Linked DNA regions of Oryctolagus cuniculus: region 2 is linked to region 1. The links are chromatin contacts, called in public Hi-C maps. All regions are on one chromosome and are shown on one strand. Each heading gives the region's core, a stretch centred on a gene start, on an enhancer-like site or on the middle of the called end of the contact. The rest is flanking DNA. Distances are from core to core; before and after follow the strand shown.

Evidence for each region. Hi-C and Micro-C count contacts between places; a contact is called where the count stands out from the background.
Region 2: a Hi-C map of an unstated tissue shows a contact between it and region 1, with 2.8 times the contacts expected there. The contact joins the enhancer-like site here to the promoter of ETV6 in region 1. A contact is called at or near these places in 2 of 6 Hi-C or Micro-C datasets (ear pinna and an unstated tissue).

Annotation. Positions count from the first base shown.
Region 1 is chr9:109,276,585-109,282,986 of mOryCun1.1, reverse strand. It overlaps ETV6 (ETS variant transcription factor 6), which reads right to left and starts at 4,116. Exons shown (of 9, transcript XM_051850772.2): 1 at 3,875-4,116.
Region 2 is chr9:109,353,815-109,360,225 of mOryCun1.1, reverse strand. The region is part of intron 1 of ETV6 (ETS variant transcription factor 6); the gene reads right to left. Among named protein-coding and RNA genes, the nearest start is that of ETV6, 78 kb to the right of the region's middle. Within about 2 kb of position 3,020, at least 3 of the 8 cell types and tissues checked have an H3K27ac peak or open chromatin away from gene starts, as enhancers often do. A contact at or near this core is called in ear pinna, where this site is marked.

The sequences.
Region 1 (6,402 bases), core at 2,867-5,366:
TTCCTTTTTTACTTAGTTACAAGAGCAGTTTTTGAGAATTTTGTCCAAATAATAAAGCATTCTATTCATAACTTTTGGACAGGAGTGGACATTTGGCCACAGCAGTTAAGTCGCTGCTTGGGATACCACATCCCTTATCAGAGAGCCTGAGTTTGGATCCTGGATCCCAGCTTCCTGCTAATATGGATCCTGGAAGGCAGCAGTGAGGACTCAAGCAGTTGGCTCCCCGGCACCCACGTGGGAGATCCAGATTGGGTTCCAAGCTCCTGGCTTCAGCCTGGCCCAGCCTTGGCTGTTGTCGGCATTTGGATAATGAATTACAGATAGGAGATCTGACTGTCTCCCTTTGCCTTTCAAATACAATGAAAATAAATAAATAAGTTTTGAAGTAATGAAAATAAATAAATAAGTTTTGAAGTAACAGTTTTTGAACAGACATGCAGGAAAAGCTTTGCCCCTGTGAGGCAGCAGGCTGGCCCTATTACTCATGCAAGCAAGTGGAGGAAGGCGTTGTCACCCTGAGGTTACACTTGGACAGAGAGAGGAAAGAGTGCTCACGTCCTCCCACACCTCCCTTCTCAATCAGCAAACATTACAGAGAAACATTTCTGTGCCAACTGCCAAGCTACATACTAGGACAGCAAGATAATCATCACTAAACCCAAGGGGCTCAGAGTCCAGCAGGAGAGCTCGGAGAGTCTCCTAGTTAGTAACAAAATACAGAGAGCGAGAGCAAGAGAGAGAGAGAGATTGCATTCAGCTATGAAAGCCGACCAATAAGGAGAGCAGGGAGAGAGGGGACCAAGGACATCATGTGACTAGCTTTTGTATTCTGGGCAGCCCTGGCCCACTAAAGCACTGTGCCAAGCCTTACAAAAGACTGTATCTGCTGGGCCATAACCACTTTCCACTGCAACTTGGCTGAACTTAAAACTGAACAGGTGACTTGAAGGTGAAAGCCGATGATGGAAAAGACAGCCTCTTCCTCCTTCCTGTGACCAGCCGTCAGCTGCGCAGTCCTGAGACACACTGGATGTTTTACACCGGGAGCCGATCCCGTCCTTGCGTTCAAGCAACCCCGAATGCTCAGGAATTCAAGCACCTAAACTCTCCTGACGAGAGGGCCACGACACACAGCAGGGCAGCCCAGTGCACAGATACAGTCAGCTCCACTAGTTTGAGTGACCCTGTGCTCCTCAACCTCTCTTCTCCTCCAGTCAAAAAATGTGGGTTTGACACTCACCTCCCTGGGTGAACGAAAGATGCTTATAAAATGCAAAAGAAAGATAAAAGGCCTGATCAGGCACTCCCTGTCAATCACGGCCACATACGTGATCTTTGCAAAGGTGTCACCCACTGACCGGTTCAGACATTCTGGCCTTGGCAACTTCTCCCAAACAGGACCCAACTCCCTTCCAGGAGAATGGACAGGACACGGCTGAGAAGTAAACAAAGTACTTCCCTTTGCGGCTGCCTCTGGTCAGCCCTCAGAGCTGCATCTCCCCAGTGCTAAGGAATTTACTGCTTGCTGCTCACCAGCTGTTTGTAAGGCAGGAGAGGAGAGGGGGAGAGAAACCTCTCCACGTGCACAGCAAGCCTTCCTGGTGGCTTGTCTTCAGCACATGTCATCAGCCCATCCCTGGAACGCTGACATGGGTCCTCCACCCCACTGCAAAGTCTGGTTTACTGCACCCTGGAATTAGCCCTTCTAGAAGCAAGCAACTTGCTTGTGGGTCTCAGTAGTTTCTACGGTGCATTCACTGTACCACATCCCAAGAAGTACATCAAACGAGCACCCGTCCCCAGAATGTTTTCAGAAGACCTGGAATAATCCCGGTCCTTGGAACACTGTGAATTAAACCATCTCCATGGCGAGACACTCTTCACAGATAAGCACCTAAATGGACACGTACATGGTCTCAGCAAAGACCCACATACTGGATCCACACAGCACAAGCCAAAAAGAAGAGTGGTACTTCCTTGACTGCTAAAGAACGTTCCATCTATTTTAATTACACAGAAGTACACAGCGATGAAGAGGCACCCAAAAAGAACTGAGAGTATAAGCCATAAGGGAAAAAAATTACCTTATGCAAATCACAGTTGCAATTTTCATGTTGCATTTAAGAAACTGCTTTGTTTGGGTTTGGTTCTGTATGTGTGGGTATGGAAAGGGAATGTGTACTCCTCTTCCACTAGAATATGAAGAAACAATCCACTCTGAACAGAAGAGACCCAATCTCTTAAGAGGAGGTGTCAAGAAAAGTTACAGAAAGACTTGTTTCTCTTTTCAGCCTAAAGTTACGGCCCAGGAGTTGGTCCAGATTTTCCTGGTGTCAGGTTTATCGCCATCAAGCTAAATACAATTTGCTGATCTAATACCCTATTATTTAGTTACCTCTGTTTTTGTTATGAAGTGTCAAATAAATTAGATTATCTATACCGCAGGATTTTCCTGAACTCGATGGAGAATCTAATTTATACCACAAAAGAAATTGGCTTTGAAGTATCAAAGAACCCCACATTCTTTACTGTGGCACCCCCTCCACACCCACGGACGGGCTGCCAGTCCCAGGTACTCACAAGCACAGAAGCTCAGATGTTCCACTGGGCATTTTCATGAGGCAAAAACAAAGAAACCCAACCTACCTTTTGGGTTCACACTAGCCCTACTTTAGAAATCTCTCCTGATAAGCAAACACGAAAAACTAAACATGGAGATCGAGTAAGCAAGGATCATAAAGTACCACCTTCCCCCCTCCACAGAACCCAACTGAAAAGAGGGGAGAAAAAGTCAGGCACAGGGACAGGGCTTCCTGATTCCCCAGAGAAGAAGGCAGGTGATCAGCCCATGGCTTCTGCGTGTCCGTCCCACACACACCCACTACAGAGGCCAGGCCAGCAGCCGCAGGAGCAGCCCCTCAATGAAGCAAAAAGCCTTACACCTGGGCACTGCCGGGCCCCGGGAAATGCGAGCACAAGACAAGCAGCGAGGGGGAGACCAACCACTCACCCTGCCTCCCAACGGTAGCAAACTTTACAACAACTTTTTCTAGAAGCAACAAACCGCGGTAGGCACCACTGCACTGACAGCTACAACACGCACAACCACTCGGACACCAAGGGCCGCGTTTGCTAATGTCCACTCTCCTGCAAAACGCAGCCAGGGAGTCGTGCACTGTCACGGAAGGTCATTCTGCGTGGTCGCTCACTGCTTTTTCCTCGTGCACCACAGGAGTTTTCTACTTGGGGGATTGCTCAACTTTCATATGCATTGGAATAAAATAACTATTCAGCAACTTGATTCACCTTGGTTTTTAAAAAAAAATTCATTGTGCAATGCCCAAGAAAAGCTGACACCAGGACAGACTCTCCCACCGCGCTTGCAATTACAATCAGAGGGGGGAAAATCTTCTATGATCCGACAGACCCAGGGAATCCTTAAAAAAAAAAAAAAAAGAATCCTACCCGAGTAGGGGCCGGAGAACTTTTTTTCCCCCCCTAAGGAGACCACCCCTCGGGAAGAAAAGTTATATCTCATTGCAATCACATGTGGGGTGTAGGAATAGGGGCAGGTTTTTTTTTTTTTTTTTTCCCTCTTAAGCGCACTAATTACAGTGGGTGTTTTACAGCGATGGAAGCACCCAGGGTTCCACCTGAGCGATCGTGACGGGCATTTCATTGTCAAAAAGAGAAGGGCTAGAGACGGGGCCGGGGGCCGGCCGGGGCTCGGCAGCAAGGTTACGCTAAGGGGACGGCCGCCGCCGCCTAGCCGCATCCCCTGCCCTTCGCGCCCCGGGGAGCCCGGCGCGCCTGCCCCGGCCGCTGCCGCGCGAGGTCCGCGACCCGGAGAGGGAGGGGAGCGGGGCTTTACCTTAATGCTACACTGAGCAGGAGTCTCAGACATGTCTCACAGCGGGGGAGAGCAGCAAGTTCTCAGTGTTTTTCCACTTTCCTTGCCTCTCCCCAACCCCGAACGGCTCCTCGGCCAGCCGGACGCGGTCATTTAAGAAGTTTCTTCCAGCATCTCGCCCCCTCGGCAGCCGCCCCGGGGGTCTTGCGAGCGCGCGCGGCGGCGGCGGCGGCGGCGGCGGCGGGCGCGGCGCGGCGCGGCGGGGCGGGGCGGGGCGGGCGCCGGCGGAGCGGCGCGGGGCGCGGGGCGCGCGGGGGCGTGGGAGCCGGGCCGAGCGCGGCCGCGGGGTCTGCAGGGCGCGGCGCGGCGACCCGGGGCGCAGCCGGCCGGCCTCGCGTCTCTCCTCCCACCCGCGGCCGGCGCCCCCGCCCCCCGCCGCCGCTCCCCGCTCGCGCCCTCGAATGTTTTCCTTCCTGGAAGAGAGAAACTGAAAGGCAGAACTGAGAAAGCGCTTTGCTCATTGATCTTGAGAGTTTCAGGGCAGAAACTGACGTGAATTCCCAGCACAGAGCTCTGCCTCTTAAAGGAGCCACCAGGAAATACGGGCTCGGGTTACAGCCCCGCATCGCGCCGCCGAGCGGCCGGCGGGGGAGGGGCGCCGCGGGGGCGCGGCCGGGGGCGCGCGGCGCGGACCCCCGCCCCCCGGCACCGGGCCGGGGCCGCCCCGCGCCGCGCGGGCCCCGCTTGCTCGCCGCAATCGCGGGCCGCTCGCAGGACGCCTCCTTGGCAAGCGTCACGCGGGGTCTGCAGACGCCCCCCGAGCGGGCTTTATTCCACCGCGCCTACCTCCCCCGGCTCCGTCCCGCAGACGCAGGGAAATGAATGCGCAAGGTTTATTTATTTATTTATTTATTTTTAAGAAAAAAAAAAAAAAAAAGAAAACCGTTTCCCCTTCACACACCCAGCGCAGCGGCCAGGAGCCTAACTATCCGTGAGGGGGCATTCCGGTCAGAACGCGGAATCCGAAGGAGGAAATGCAACAATAGCCTTTGTTCTGCTTCTGGACCGCGGCCGCTTTAAGAGAAGCCACCAGGAAATGGGGGATCGGGTTACAGCTGCGCCCGGGCCGGTGCCGGGAGCCGAGCGCCCGCGCGCGACGCCTCACACAAAGCCCGGCCGCCGCGGCCCGCGACGCGGGGCCACGCCAGCGGGGCGCCCCGGGATGAGAGGGGCGCCTCCCCCGGTCCGCCACCCGCACCCCGCTAGGCTGAGGAGAACGCCGAGGCGCCGCGGGCGCTTCCCGGGCCGGGCACCGAGGCGGCCGCATTCCCTCGCTGACCCCTCTCCCTCCCCGTGTGGAAATCCACTGCCCGTTTAAAGAAACAGCGGCCGCCGCCGACCGACCGAGGCGACGCGGCTACCCGGGTGGCGGGACGCGCGCCTGCGGCGGGGGCGCGGGTGTCCGGGAGCCGCGGGAAGCCGGCGGGCTCGGGTCCCAGGGCCACCGCACTGGGGTCGTCGTCGTGGACGGCTGCTTGGGCAGGCTGGAGACCCCGTCGCGAGGAGGCTTCCGAGGGACTTCGGGTGTGGGTGTGCGGTGGAAAGCGACACATTGTAATGTTTTCCCCGTCGCATGTCACGAATATATAAATACATAGTATAAACATGTAGATGCGTGTACACCCGTATGTTCCCTGCCCGCTTCCCTTCACCCTTCCACACTGTGTGTAAATGCGTGCAGACCCCCGTGGATACTTTGGTTCACACATTCATCAACACGCTCCGAACTAGCATTTATGAAAGGGTGGGGGAGAGACCTGTTGCCATAAAGGAGAAGTGGGGCTCTGTAACCTGGAAGTCCGAGTCTTGTCCACACCTGGCCACCTGCTCCTGCCCCTTCACAAGGTTCCGTCTACCTTGCTCCTCCTCCTGTTTGCAGAGGATCTGCTGTCCCGGGGCTGGGTGAAGTCCCATAAACCACTTGCTTATCAAAATGATCTCCAAGCTTCTGTGACCCGGGGAGGGGACATAGTACCTATCTAATATGACTCTCCTATTAAAGGAGAAAACATAAACAGTAATCAATCCTGCCTGCTCCCCAGGGGATGCCTCAGACCTGGACGGTTCTGAACCTGGCATTCACTATTTTTCTATACAAACATATCTGTAATAAAGTTTAACTTAGAAGTTAGGTGCACAAGAGATGAACAACCACAGTTAATGAAATAAAGCAACTGTAAAAGTATCCTGTAATAAAGTCATTTAAAAACTATAAGGGGGCTGGTGCTGTTGTGTAGCGGGTAAAGCTGCAACCTGAAGTCCCGGGATCCCATATGGGCACCTGTTCGAGTCCCGGCTGCTCCACTTACCTTCCAGCTCTCTGCTATGGCCTGGGAAAGGAGTAGAAGATGGCCCAAGTCCTTGGGCCTCTGCTTTCGCGTGGGAGACCTGGAAGAAGCTCCTGGCTCCTGGCTTTGGATCAGCGCAGCTTCTGCCGTTCCAGCCAATTGAGTGAACCAGAAGATGGAAGACCTCTCTCTGCCTCTCCT
Region 2 (6,411 bases), core at 1,771-4,270, 78 kb before region 1:
TCTGAGAGGGGCCTGGCCCACAATTTTCAAGAGCCCTTGGGGTGACTCTGATGAACAACTTGAACACCTGTTTTGAGCACCCCAACATCATGCTACATAGCTTCTCCACAGAGTGGCCAAGGCAGGAGATAGAACACTGCTCCCTGGGCTGGCAATGTGGCACAGCAGGTAAAGCCACCACCTGTGACCCTGGCATCACATATGGCCACCGGTTCAAGACCTGGCTGCTCCACTTCTGATCCAGCTCCCTGCTAATGCACCTGGGAAAGCAGTAGAAGACGGCCCAAGTGCCCAGGCCCCTGCACCCACGTGGGAGACCCAGAAGCAGCTCCTAGCTCCTGGCTTCAGCCTCGCCCAGCGCCAGCCACTGTGGTCATCTGGGGAGTGAACCAGTGGATCCTCTCAAAAAACACTGCTCCCTGGCTGGAACTGGCCTCACCTGGAAATGAACAAAGGGCAAAACACCTGGGTTGGCATTTCTCTCAGTGTAGGGAGTGGCCTAGGGCTGGGGCCTGGAAGAACAATCTCAATTCTATTTTTCAGAGAAGTCAATTGGGCATCTGGGACTTTATCTGAGCTTTGACATCGAGAGGCCCTGGACAGTCTTAGAACAGTTCGAGTCTTTCCTAACAACTGGATGTCAGTCAGCAGATTTAATACGCTACAATGTGCCAAACTACCTACCCCTAGATTAAAACTGAAATTCAAAAAGGAAAGCTTTGTTTCCAATGTGTTAACTTGGCATCCAACATGCCTAGCAGGTGGACTTATCTGTTCTTACCAGGAGCGTTAATTCAATTAGCCAACCTTCTGCTTCTGCTTCTCCTTCCTGGAGCTGCTCACCTTTTAGTCATTTCACTGTTCATTAGTGCCTGCTCACAAGCAGGGGAAGGGGCAAAGGTGAGGAAACTCAAAGGAGTCGATTTTTCTCCTCATTAGCAGTTCTGGCAAAGACTGGGTTGGGGAAGAACTGTGACTGGCTAAAAGGAGACAGGAGATGATCGTTGGGCTTCAGTTTTTCAGGCCCCCTCACTGCTATGGATCAGATGCAGTCCTGCCAGCCTAACTTGACAGTGACAGCCCAGTCTGCAAGTGAACAGAAGTATCATGTTGAAATTCGCTGTGGCATAGTGGATAAAGCCGCCTTCTGCAGTGCCGGCATTCCATACGGGTGTTGGTTTGAGACCCGGCTGCTCCACTTCCGATCCAGCTCTCTACTATGGCCTGGGAAAGCAGTGGGAAGATGACCTGAGTCCTTGGGCCCCTGTACCCATATGGGAGACCCAGAGGAAGCTCTTGGCTCCTGGCTTCTGATTGGTGCAACTCTGGCCATTGCAGCCACTTGGGGAGTGAACCAGAGGATGGAGGACCTCTCTCTGCCTCTCCTTCTCTCTGTGTAACTCTGACTTTCAAATAAATAAATACATATTTTTAAAAAATTCCAGAATTCCTACCCAGGTAACCTATGGGATCATCTTCAGTAAATTATAGATCTCTAAAGTGCCAAGGTCAGGGGCAGCAGGCACTTGGCCTAATGGTTAAAACACCCACATGCCACATGGGAGTAGCCCCGGCCATGGTAGGCACGTGGGGAGTGAGCCAGTGGATGAGGGAGCTCACTGGCTCACTCACTCTCTCTCCCCCTCTCATGTCTCTGTTCCTCAAATTAAAAGTGCCAAGGTCACGGACTTATTTTTATTTTAAAGATTTATTTTTATTTATTTTAAAGGCAGAGTTACAGAGAGGTAGAGAGAGAGAGGGAGGGAGGGAGAGAGAGAGAGAGGTCTTCTGGAAATCCACTGGTTCACTCCTCAAATATCCATAATGACTACAGCTGGGCCAGGCCAAAGCCAGGAGCCTAGAGTTTCTTCTGGGTCTCCTACATGGGTTCAGGGGCCCAAGGACTTGGGCCATCCTCCACTGCTTTCCAAGACTCACTAGCATGGAGTTGGATCAGAAGTGGAGCAGCCGGGGCTCAAACCAGTGTCCATATGGGATGTTGGCACTGCAGGTCGGGGCTTTAAACAACTGAGCCACAGCACCAGCCCTAGTCATGGACTTTTCACCACAGGTGACAAAACTCATGGAGTGATCCCTTCTCTGCAGATCCTGTTTTTTAAAAAAAAATTATTTATTTATTTTGAAAGGCAGCGTTACAGAGAGGCAGAGGCAGAGGCAGAGAGGGGTCTTCCATCCACTGGCTCACTTCCCAAATGGTCTCAATGGCCAGAACTGCACCAATCCACAGCCAGGATCCAGGAGCTTCTTCTGAGTCTCCCATGTGGGTGCAGGGTCCAAGGACTTGGGCCATCTTCTACTGCTTTCCCAGGCCATAGCAGAGAGTTGGATGGGAAGTGGAGCAGCTGGGACTCGAACCAGCACCCACATGGGAAGCTGGCACTGCAGGTGGCGGCTTTACCTGCTACACCACAATGCCTATTCCTACATTTCCTTTTAATTCCGTGTTTCCAGGAACCTTTTTTTTTTTTTTTTTTTTACAGGTAAAGTTATAGACACAGAGAAAGGTCTTCCTTCCGTTGGTTCACTCCCCAAATGGCCGCTACGGCCAGCGCTGCACTGATCCGAAGCCAGGAGCCAGGTGCTTCTTTCCAGGAACTTTTTGAAGCCCCCACTACTTCCACCCAGCACTGTCTCCAGGATCATTTCGGGGAAGGGGCTCTGCTGGTGGCTCTTGATGACCTTTAAAGACTAACACTGGTCGTGAATGTGCTAATAATACTCTTCGTATCTTCAGCTATCGTCTTTCCCCTCGATAATCCCCAATCCAAACAACCCCAGCTCCCGTTCCTTTGCCAAATCTGTACAGACTGCCACTAGTCATGTTCACAGCCTCTCACTAGGAAGAGGCTGGGCACTTTCTGCTGGTGGAAGCCCGAGGCCATAGTGGGAGAGGAGGCGGTAACCCACGCCCTCACTTCCTGGATGACTCAGAGCCAGCAAGCGTGCCGGGGCCCAGGCAGCAGGAGCTCCTGCCCTCGGTGTCACCGCAACACCACTTCCTATTTCAGGGAGGGAAGTGGCCAAGTGGTCCAGGGTAGGGAAGAGGAAGGATGGGCAGAGGCCCTGCTCAGTCTTCATCCCCCTTTCCCTTCACCCTCCGTCTGCTCCCATCCATTGCTCTGTGCTGAGTTGTGGCACCTGGACCCAACTCTTTCCTCCCATGCAGCCTGGCTGCTCCATGACCCTGCCTTGGCACCCCCCAAAGCAGCCACAGCACGTTTCTCACTGTGAGAGCCACTGCTCAGAGACGCAGAGCTCAGCCACGTCACACACAGCCTGGCCTCGTGACTCGGCAGCTGGAACTTCCTCACCATCCCTGGGGAGGAGGAAAGGTCGGTGTGACTTGTCTGTGCAGGAACACAGGACAAGAGCTTGTCCTTTGGGAAAGAGAGTCTTTACATCAGTACCCAAGGCATTCTTTCACATTCTAGACCTAACACATCTCCAGCACTTGGCTTTAAAGTGTTTTGGGGGCAAGCACTTGACACAGCACTTCAGATGCTGCTTGGGATGCCTGCATCCCATATCGAAGTGCCTGCGTTCAAGTCCTGGATTCGCTCCCAATTCCAGCTTCCTTTAGGGGCAGCAGATGATGGCTCAGGTACCTGGATCCTTGCCACTTACGTGGGAGGCTTGGGCTCTTGGTTTCAGCCTGGATCAGCCCCAGCCATTGTGGGCATTTGGGCAAGGAACCAGCAGATCTTTGTCTGTCTGTCTTGCAAACAAAGTTAAAAAAATAATAATAAATTAAAACTCTAAAGTTGGTATGTCTAATTTGCAGTATATTGTGTAAAGAGATCATGCAATAATTTGGAGCAAGGACCATACTCTCTTCACCAAAAAAACATGAGTGCCACCGTAGACCCCAGGCAGCACTTCTCCATGCGAAATGCAGGCCCCCTCTCAGGGCAAATTCAGGCTCCAGGGCCCTGGGCTTCAAGTCCCCTCTCTCCAGGAGGTTCAATAATGGGGCGGCAGCTTCTTCAGTCCTTCAACATCATTTAAAATTTTTTTTCTAAAGATTTACTTATGGGGCCAGCACTGTGGCATAGTGGGTAAAGCTGCTGCCTCTGACACAGGTCATCCCATATGCATGCTAGTTCCTACGCTTGCTGCTTCACTTTCGATCCAGCTCCTTGCTAATGGCCTGGGAAAAACAGTGAAGAATGACCCAAGTGTTTGGACCTCAGCTACCCACATGGAAGACCCAGATGGAGTCCTGGGCTCCTGGCTTTTATCTGGTGCAGCTCCAGCCATTGTGGCCACTTGGGGAATGAGCCAGTGGATTAAAGCCATCTCTCTCTCTCTCTCTCTCTCTCTCTGTCAATCTGTCAATCTGTCAAATAAATAAATTTAAAAAAAAAAATTTGCTTATTTATTTGAAAGATGGAATAACAAAGGTCGGGGTGGGGGAGAAGAGAGTAACTTCAGCCACTGGTTCATTCCCCAAATGGCTGTAATGGCCAGGCTGGACCAGGCCAAAGCCAGGAGCCAGGAACTCCACTCAGGTCTCTCAAATGGGTGTCAGAGGCCCAAGCACCTTGGTCCATCGTCTGCTGCTTTCCCAGGCACATTAACAGAAAGCCAGACTGGAAGCAGAGAGCCGAGACTTGAACGGGTGCTCACGTAGGATGCTAGCGTCACAGTTGACAGCTCAGTCCACTCTACCACAACGCCCACCCCATACCATCTCTGATTTAATCTGTTCCTCTGCCAGTTCTGAATAGTGGAAAAACCACACTGACTGCCTCAACAGATTGGATGAAACCCCAAACATGGCCCCAGCAACTTCAGAAAACAAAGAAACCAAGACCCTGACAATTCCTGTCTGGATGACTCTCTCTGAATCACAGACCAGCGAGCTGTCAGAGGCCCTGGCAGTGTCTGGGTCTGAAACTTCGATGGCCCTAAAACTGACTCCCACTTATTCCAAAATACAGCAGACAGCACGGTGCAGCCACCCAGGGCCCTGTGCTGCTCTGTGCTTGTTTTAATGTTCTGCTCTGGCTAGCTTGGAAGACTTCACAATTTTTGAACAAGGGGCCCTGCATGTGCACTTTGCACAGTGTTTTGCCAATTATATAGCTGGTCAGAGTCATTTCAATATACCCAGTAAGTGTGGGAAGATGGGCCAAAAGAAGTAGGGTATGGCCAAGCAGGATGTGGGGATCTGGACAGGGCAGGGACACAGTGGAGGTTGGGAGCTGGTCACGTGGAAGGGGAGCCCAGGGTGCCTGCAATGGGTCGACATCTCCAGGATGGGCCTCTCAAGGGCACACAAGAACTATCGCTCACTTTGGAGCACCAGTTTTGGAAATTCCCCAGGACTCTCTCTAATGTTTAATGATGGGCCTTATTTTCTCTAATTTATACAAAGTCTAACTTTCCCCTCATGTTCTATTAAGATTTGTTGTAAAAGAGGACACTCTGTTCTTTTCTTCTCAGCTTGAAAGCAATTTACATGTGTTAAGGGGCTGTTGGGATTGAGAAAACTCCACTTCCTGGCTTCGAATTCTTGGTCCAAAGTCCAAGCTCCATCAGCCAAAGCGCTGGGGCTGCAGCAAGGAGTTCAATGTCAGACACCACCCATGGTTGGGAGGTGAAGAGGATCAGGGGTCGTCACCCACAAGCCTAGGTCTGTTTGAGTGCAAACTTCTCTCAGCGATCAGCAATGAACCACAGGACAAGAACTGCCCCAAAGCAATTCGCCAACTAGAGGCCTTGGGAAAGCTTTTCCTAGTTTCTTCAAAAGGATCCAGAAGACAAAGACACTCTTTCTTTGAATGTCTCAATAACTGTCTTGTGATCACCTGCAGGCACATGAGGTCAAGCCTTTTATTAATGTCCTCAGACAGCCACAGATCTTACACGCATGCCCCACAGCATCAAGACATTATGGGCGGGCGGGCGGGGGGGGGGGGGGGGGCTTGTCAAAATGACAGCTGTTGAGTATAAGTAAATATTCCACAGCACCCTGCTTGTTACCCCAGTCTATCGTAATCCCTGTGTATAGCCTCTCCTCCAGAACCAAGAAAGCAGCAGGAAGCAGAGACCTTTGATGGGTTCTATGTCACTCAGCGCCGCCTGCGCATCCTAATCGGAGATGAAATAGGGAGCCGAAGCAACTGCCTTCAGAGCTCCAGGTTTTCCCACTCCTGGGGAGGCAGGGCTGGATGCCTGCTTTTTGGTTGAAGGAAGAAAACGCAGCTGAGCAGGCACAGCTGTATTTGGAGCAGGGTGGAGCAGCAGCGTTAACATGCACGGTGCAGGAAGAGCAATGACACAGGCAAAATGAGAAAAGGAAGCCGTAGATCTGTGTGCGCTGCCGGCCAAAGGCACTCAGCATCGCCTCTGAAACGCCTTGTCCAGAGGAGCGCTCGCTATTTACCA